2 separate regions of the Mus musculus genome follow, and region 2 is linked to region 1. Evidence: chromatin contacts called from public promoter capture Hi-C data. All regions are on one chromosome and are shown on one strand. The core of a region is the stretch at or near the end of the contact, and the rest is flanking DNA. Distances in the headings are between cores, read along the strand shown.

Evidence for each region. Promoter capture Hi-C pulls out the DNA fragments that hold promoters and counts their contacts.
Region 2: a promoter capture Hi-C map of hippocampal neurons shows a contact between it and region 1, with 2.7 times the contacts expected there. The contact joins the promoter of Tac4 here to the promoter of Ankrd40 in region 1. A contact is called at or near these places in 3 of 39 promoter capture datasets (hippocampal neurons and liver).

Annotation. Positions count from the first base shown.
Region 1 is chr11:94,326,007-94,329,691 of GRCm38.p6, forward strand. Ankrd40 (ankyrin repeat domain 40) reads left to right here and starts at 1,995. Exons shown (of 5, transcript NM_027799.2): 1 at 1,995-2,381. The coding sequence starts at 2,248.
Region 2 is chr11:95,259,733-95,263,417 of GRCm38.p6, forward strand. Tac4 (tachykinin 4) reads left to right here and starts at 1,797. Exons shown (of 4, transcript NM_053093.2): 1 at 1,797-2,087. The coding sequence starts at 1,968. It overlaps Gm11515 (a long non-coding RNA gene), which reads right to left and starts at 231. Exons shown (of 3, transcript XR_388972.1): 1 at 1-231.

The DNA of each region.
Region 1 (3,685 bases), core at 745-3,244:
GCAGGGCTGTTGAGCTGGTCATGCTTATTGGTGTACTCTTCTGGCTCACAGTCAGTCGCCTTTCTTTTTCTGTTTCTTTCCCTTTTCAGTTTTTGTTGTTTGTTTTTGTTTTTGTTTTTTTTCGAGACAGGGTTTCTCTGTATAGCCCTGGCTGCCCTGGAACTCGCTCTGTAGACCAGGCTGGCCTCAAACTCAGAAATCTGCCTGCCTCTGCCTCCCAAGTGCTGGGATTAAAGTGGCTGCCTGGCTCCCTTTTCAGTTTTATTTGTTTTGTTTTGTTTCCATGTGCATGTGTTTTGCTGGCATGTATGCATGTGCACATGTGGATGCTTAAACCTGAAGAAGTCAGAAGAGGGCATCTGATCCCCTGGAACTGGAGTTACGGATGGATGGTTGAGAGCCACCATGTTGGTGCTGAGAATCAAATCCTGGGCCTCGTTTACAAAAGCAACAAATGCTCCTAACTGTTGGCTTATCTCTCTAGCCCGATATAATTCTTTTAAGGAAAGAAAATTTAACAAACAAAAAACCATGAATTTTGGAGCGCACCTAATTTAATGTCATTGCTGCTGTTTGACTTTGTTTGTTACCACTCTGAGGATGAAACCCTGTGCCTTGTTTGGGTAAGTACTCTTTCACTAAGCCAAATCACCAGCCTGCTACAATCTTTTTAAATTGCCTTTAAAAAAAAAAAGACTGCTATTTCTTGTCCCTCAGACTGTGTTAAAGACTGAGTTTCAATGCCATTCCCATCAGCCTCAGATGGAGCACTATGTTGGATCCGAGAATTAAATTTTAAACTGTGGAAACAAATCCAAGTGTAGGCTCAAGCCGCGTTCCAATTTGCCACCGGGGTCAATTTAAGTGTTTAGTCAGTTGATATTCATCACTCCTGGTGTGCAGTGTGTACTGTGTGAATTACTGTATCATAATAAACAGACGTTGCTTTTTCTTAAGCAGTAACAAGACAAATGCATGCTGTGTGCCCTGGGCAACCCCGAAGAATGGAAATAAAGACGCTATACCTAAAAGTACCCCTTCCTGTTTCATCTTGGCTTTGTTCAGGCCCTCCTCTCTGCCTCCCCAGGGTGTTTTCCTTAATCTTTTCACCCCATCTGCAAAGTTCTCACCAGTGCCACATCAGGGATCTCTCCAAGGCACCTGAGCTCAGCAAAACAATATTTTCTGCTTGTCCCATTGGGTAGTAGAACAGTGCCAACCAAGGCTCTGAGCCTCATTAACTAGATTAGGCATGGAGTACTGCACACGGCTGTTTATGAACACACCATAGCTCTACCCTCAGTGCCTGGAATCAGGACTAGGATGACAAAGAGCTCCCCCCGCCCGCCCGCCCCCGCCCCGCCCCGCCCTCCGTCTTTCCTTAGATGACTTTCAGAATAATTAATTATAATTTATAAGCTATAACGAGTTGCATTTTATAAACTAGAATCAATGTTAATCTTCATGAAAGCCAAGTTGGAAGAATTTCTGTCTAAAACCGATAAAGGGTAAAATAAAAACAGTAACAGCTGAAATAAATATTCTAGCTGAATGGTCCCAAGCACTGACAAAAATAAGAAAGAACAGTGTCATCTATCTCTGCAAATAATGGGCATATTATAGTAGGATCCTTTTCAGCCCATTTCCCGTCCTGCTGGGTAAAAATTGGCTCAGATGGAAAAAAAAAAAAAAAAAAAAGAGCTAACTAATCTTGGGGGAGTGGGGGTGGAAACCCACCAATTATTTTTAATGCCTGCTAAACAGCCTGCTCCTGAGGATAAGGCTTTTCTGGCTCTCAAACGACAATGTCGGATCCCTCCGCCTCGCAACTATTCCTGTGTCTGTCCTCCTCGCTGGAAGCTGCCGGGTGGGAGCTCTAAAAATAGCCCATGAATCACAGCAGATAATCCAGTGCGGTGGTTACATAAACAGCCGGCCGGGGCGGCGGGGCCGCGGGTGGGAACGAAAAGTATCTAGGTCAATGTTGTCACACCGAATAGGGTCCCCCGGAGCCGGCCTTCGGAGGCGCGGTGGGGGAGGAGGCCTGGGCCTGCGGGGCCGCGAGCAGCCAGGGAGCTGTCGGTGGGCGGGCGGGCGCACGAGGCCCTGGGCCGGGCGCGGGCGGAGGCGCGAGCGGGGCGGGCGAGCCCGGCGCTCCCTCCCCATGGCCGGGAGCCGGCCGCGGAGGCGGCGGCGGCGCTGACAGGCTCGGGGCGGGGCGGCCCGGGGCCCGGGGCCCTGGGGAAGATGAGCGCCCTCCTAGAGCAGAAGGAGCAGCAGGAGAGGCTGCGGGAGGCGGCGGCCTTGGGGGACATTCGGGAGGTGCAGAAACTGGTGGAGAGCGGGGTGGATGTGAACTCGCAAAATGAGGTCAACGGCTGGTAAGTGGCGAGCGGGGGAGGCCCAGGGTTCAGGGCTGCGAGCTCGGGGCGTGGAGCAGTCAGCCGTGACCCAGGACGCAGGCGAAGGTGACGCCTGGTGCCCCAGGCCTCTCAGGTCGTGGCCCTTTCGAGACTGGCCCCGATCTCCCATTGCCTGGTGCAGTCAGGAGCGCATCCTCCCCAAACCATACCTTCTTCTGTGGTTGACCGCGGCCAGCGCCCTCCGGGACACTGGAGCCCACCCACGCCACCCCCCCCCCGCGCGCCCCCTGGCTCTAACTTGGCCCAAATGGTGATGCATAGAGGCTTTGATTCTCGGCGACTCTGCTCTGGATTTCATCAAGCTTGAATTAGTTTGCCATGGGCGCTTCTGAAGAACACTTCGTGCAGAGATGAAAGCATAAGCAACGAAGCAAATGCCAATCTTAAAAAACCAGCACGGTTTCTTTAGCCAAGACCAGGAGAAAAGGAACAACTACAAAACCCTCGCCACTTGCATAATAATTCTGCCTCAGTTGTTTTAATGCCACAGTGATTGGCTGTTGCCTACAGCTGCCTGTTGAGGGGAGACTCATTTGTCTGCCCTGTAGAGTGTTTTGTTTGCTTAGTACAATTTCCAATTAGAGAAATTTACCCAAGGCTTTACAAGTCGGCTAGCAGATCTGCCTCCTTCCCAATACAGAGTCTGTCTCATTTTAAGATATGAACAAATCTTTAGTTTCTTTCTTTTTTTTTTTTTTTTGGTTTTCGAGACAGGGTTTCTCTGTATAGCCCTGGCTGTCCTGGAACTCACTTTGTAGACCAGGCTGGCCTCGAACTTAGAAATTCGCCTGCCTCTGCCTCCCAAGTGCTGGGATTAAAGGCGTGAGCCACCACGCCCGGCTAAATCTTTAGTTTCGAGTTACTGAATGTGGTATTTCTTTCTACCCTTTTTTGACATTTTACAATTAATTTTTTTTAATTCAGGTAATGCTTATCTAGCCTCTTTTGCCAGTTTAAAGTTAAATTTGAATTTTAAACCCCCCAGTAAATCGAGCCATACATTTTGGAATGGAAAGGGCACTGGAGATCATTTGAATTCCAGAGAGTGTCTTGCCCTGATTGCACAATTGTCAATATGATAACAGAGTCAGAAATGAGATTTCCTAATTTCCTAAGAAAGCTGTCTGACTCCTTTCCCTAAAGAAACTAGCCTGGATAGCTGTCCACAGCCTGGAGACAGTGGACACTAATTTCTAGTCTTTTTTTTTTTTTTTTTGAAGCATTTGTAGTCAAAACACTTGTAGCTGTGTTTGCCTTGCCAT
Region 2 (3,685 bases), core at 547-3,046, 930 kb after region 1:
TCTCATCTGCCCAGTGCCTCCCCGCTGTGTCCACACAGTGCGCCCACCACATCCTGACCCATGCACTGTGGTTCCTTCACCGGCGAGGTGGAGAACCTCGAGACCAATGCCGAGGCTCGGGCGTCTGCTGTGCCTGTGAACGATTTACGCAGTCATTCATGAACTGCTTGCACCGTAGCAAGTTTGCAGACAGGGAAACTGAGGCTCAGAAACTCCTCACAGGGGCTGGAGAGATGGCTCAGCAGTTAGGAACACCATCTGCTCTTCCAGAGGTCCTGAGTTCAATTCCCAGGAACCACACGGTGGCTCACAACCATCTGTAATGGGATTCGATGCCCTCTTCTGGTGTGTCTGAAGACAGAGTACCCACATACTTGAGAGAGAGGAGAGAGAGAGAGAGGAAGTCTGGGGGCTTCTCTGGGTTCCTCTCCTTTTCTCAAACTTCCTCAAACACATCTCTTTAAAGTCAGGTGCCATCAAGAAAAATATACACCAGGGTGGGTGTAATTCAAGAGAGTCAGGGCAGAGTGTGGAGGTCCAAATTATGGCCCCATCACTAAACTTCCCTCCTGTAGCGGAGAGAGGAGAGAGGAGGAGAGACTCCTCACAGACTAAAGTTAATCTATCTGTGCCTATGGTGGGAAGGCTACCTCCTATTCCAGAGCCCATGCTGGGATCCTCAGGCTAGCCTATAGCGAGTCTGACCTGCCTGTTTGCACATCTGTAAAAGATGTTCAGCCTGGCCTGAACCAGGGAATCTGCATTTTAGCATGTCCTAGTATTCTGAAACAACCCCTATTGCAGCGCACCACAGGTTTCTGGCGTTGAGGTTAGACACAGTGTCTTCTTCATCTTCCCATCCAGTCCCAATAATAGTAATAATAACAATAGTTAGCCAGACAAGCATGGGGACACTAGCCTAGCACTTGGGAGACAGGTAAATCTCTGAGTTCCAGGCCAGCCTTGTCTACAAAGCAAGTTCCTGGACAGCCATGACTACACAGAGAAACTCTTATCTCAAGAAAAAAAATAACATTAACAATAGTTAATGGACATTAAATATAGACATCCCACTCTGTGCTGAATGTCCCATGTGCACTATCTTATTTGTCCCCAGCCTTTGGTCCTAGGGCATAGAGGGGTTAAGTAATAGCCAGAGGATCACATAGCTATTCAACGATGATGCTACAGTTGACAGGATGGATGAACGGATGGCCAGGCCGAGAGGGAGGAGCTGAACAGAGAATGAGTTTGTAGTTTGTAGAAGAGTGTGATATGGAAGCACACAGGCTACAAGCAGAAGGGACAAGTGTGGTTCCGTGTTAGAAGGCCACGGAAAAAGTGGAAAATCACTGTGGGTCAGTAGCTGACATTGGGGTTCGGAAGCCATTTTTCTGGCAAATCTCATTTTCCACTTGTAAGAAGCCTCGTTTTTGTTTTTTTTTTAGGGCTGGCACTTTCCAGGGCAGGCAGTGTGTTCTCAGCACTGATGGAGAGAGAGGATGGGAAGAGTACAGAGAAAGAAGAGATGGGGTGGGAGTGGCCGATCAGCAGTGACAGACAGGAAGTGCAGGAAGGAAGCACCATACCGCCCTCTCTCTTCCCATGGGGGTTGTCATCCCTGGCAAGCTGTAACCTCCAGGTCCCACATACTGTGCCATTGTGCACCTGTCACAGGAGGGAACTCTGCCAAAGGGAAGGCTGGTATTGCATCAGTGTTAAGCCTTGGGATCAAATGTTGGGGTGGCAATGGGGAGGTCTAGGCTCCTGATGTCACTGGCTCTATCAGCCAAGGAGAGAGGCTGTCCCATGAAGCAGTGCAAAGGTGGGGTGAGGCATAGGAAGGAAGCAGAGAGTCTAGGACACATCTCAGCCACATACAAGTGGCCCCGTGGGGACCGGAGCCTGCTGGAGGAGGTGGCATCAGGCTGAGTGGGGCTCCCTGGACAGAGAGGCACCTGCTCACCATGTTGCCTCTCCTTGCCCTGCTTCTCCTGATCGGGCCATCAGTGTGCACTACAGCAGGAGACAGAGAGGAACTGGCTTTTGGTGCAGAGGCAGAGTCCTGGGTGACCGTGAACCTGAAGGTACCTTTCTGAGATGGTGACCCATGATGGAAGGCTGGGAGATTCCTTCTAAGGCAGCCAGGATAGCAGAGTGCATTCTCCTAAGCACTTTAATGGCAAGACAGACTGGCCAACTCTGCTGGATGGGGAGGGTCAAGCCTTGATCTGTCCAACTACCAGGGGAGCGTTTGGCTTATACACGTGAGAGCAACAATGTGTGCTGTATAGATGGAAACATTTAGTTAGCACCTACTGTGTTCCTGGTACTGTCCTAACTGCCTTATGAAAAGTAGCCTATTTCAACCTCATGGGGAAAATGTCATTGCTATCCCATTTCACAGATAAGAAAACCGAGGTACAGAGAGGTCACAGAGCTTCTTTAAAGTGAATTGCCTCAAAAGCACAGCTTCTACTTTAGCTAGGTTCTGGTTCTATGTATATTTGAATTGGAGATTGTTTTCCAGAATTTCTTTTCAAGTGACCAACTGGAACAGGATTGCTATTTTGCCTCATACAAGGAACTAACTGCCTTTGCCTCCTGACAAACACTGGTGTTTGACAATGGTAGCGTCTACCACCCTCCTGCATACTGTTACTGGGAAGAAACAGTTTTTAAGGAATTATTTATTTTATGTATATGAATACACTGTTGCTGTCTTCAGACACACCAGAAGATCCCATTATAGGTGGTTGTGAGCTACTATGTGATTGCTGGAAATTGAACTCAGGACCTCTGGAAGAGCAGTCAGTGCTCTTAACCACTAAGCCATGTTACCAGCCTGGAAGAAATCTTAAAGTTGGAGCCCCAACCCTACTCTGAGATCCAGTATCCCTGACCTGCGTGAAGACCCTGACCTTGGAGCTCCCAGTACCTCCTCGGGGAACCACTGGTAGTCAGGGAAGATTGAACTGGAGGGTAACAGGAACCTGTGTCCCCACAGTCCCAGGATGGAAAGGACACTGCTCAGTTTGGTGTATGGTGCTTAGCCATGTGAGGTCCCTGGAAGTTCTTAGAATTGAGAGGTTAGGGATGCAGCTCAGTTGGTGAAGGGCTTGTGTAGCATACATGAAGCCCCGGATCCAATCCCCACCACCACACAAAACTGCATGGTGGTGCATTCCCAGCACCCAGGAAGTAGAGGCAGGAAGATCAGAAGTTTCGGGACCATTCTTAGCTATACAGAGAGTTCAAAGCCAGTCTAGGGAGGGGAGGAGCAGTAAAACTGGAACCCTAGAGAGAACCACTCACAGACAGCCCTGCTGAGGGTGGGGAGGGCCCTCTCTAGCTTGACTGGGAAAATGTGGGCACTGGGAGACGTGGGTTTAAGTCTGCTACTCGACTTGACCTCAGCTTTCTTTTTTCTTTCTTTCTTTCGAGACAGGGTTTCTCTGTGTAGCCCTGGCTGTCCTGGAACTCACTCTGTAGACCAGGCTGGCCTCAAACTCAGAAATCCGCCTGCCTCTGCCTCCCGAGTGCTGGGATTAAAGGCGTGCGCCACCACGCCCAGTGACCTCAGATTTCTTGCCTGCAAGATGGAGAGAGAGGGAAAATGAGCCCTAGCTCATTCTCACATTTATATATATATATATAATTGGTTTGGAGTCAGTGACAGACATAC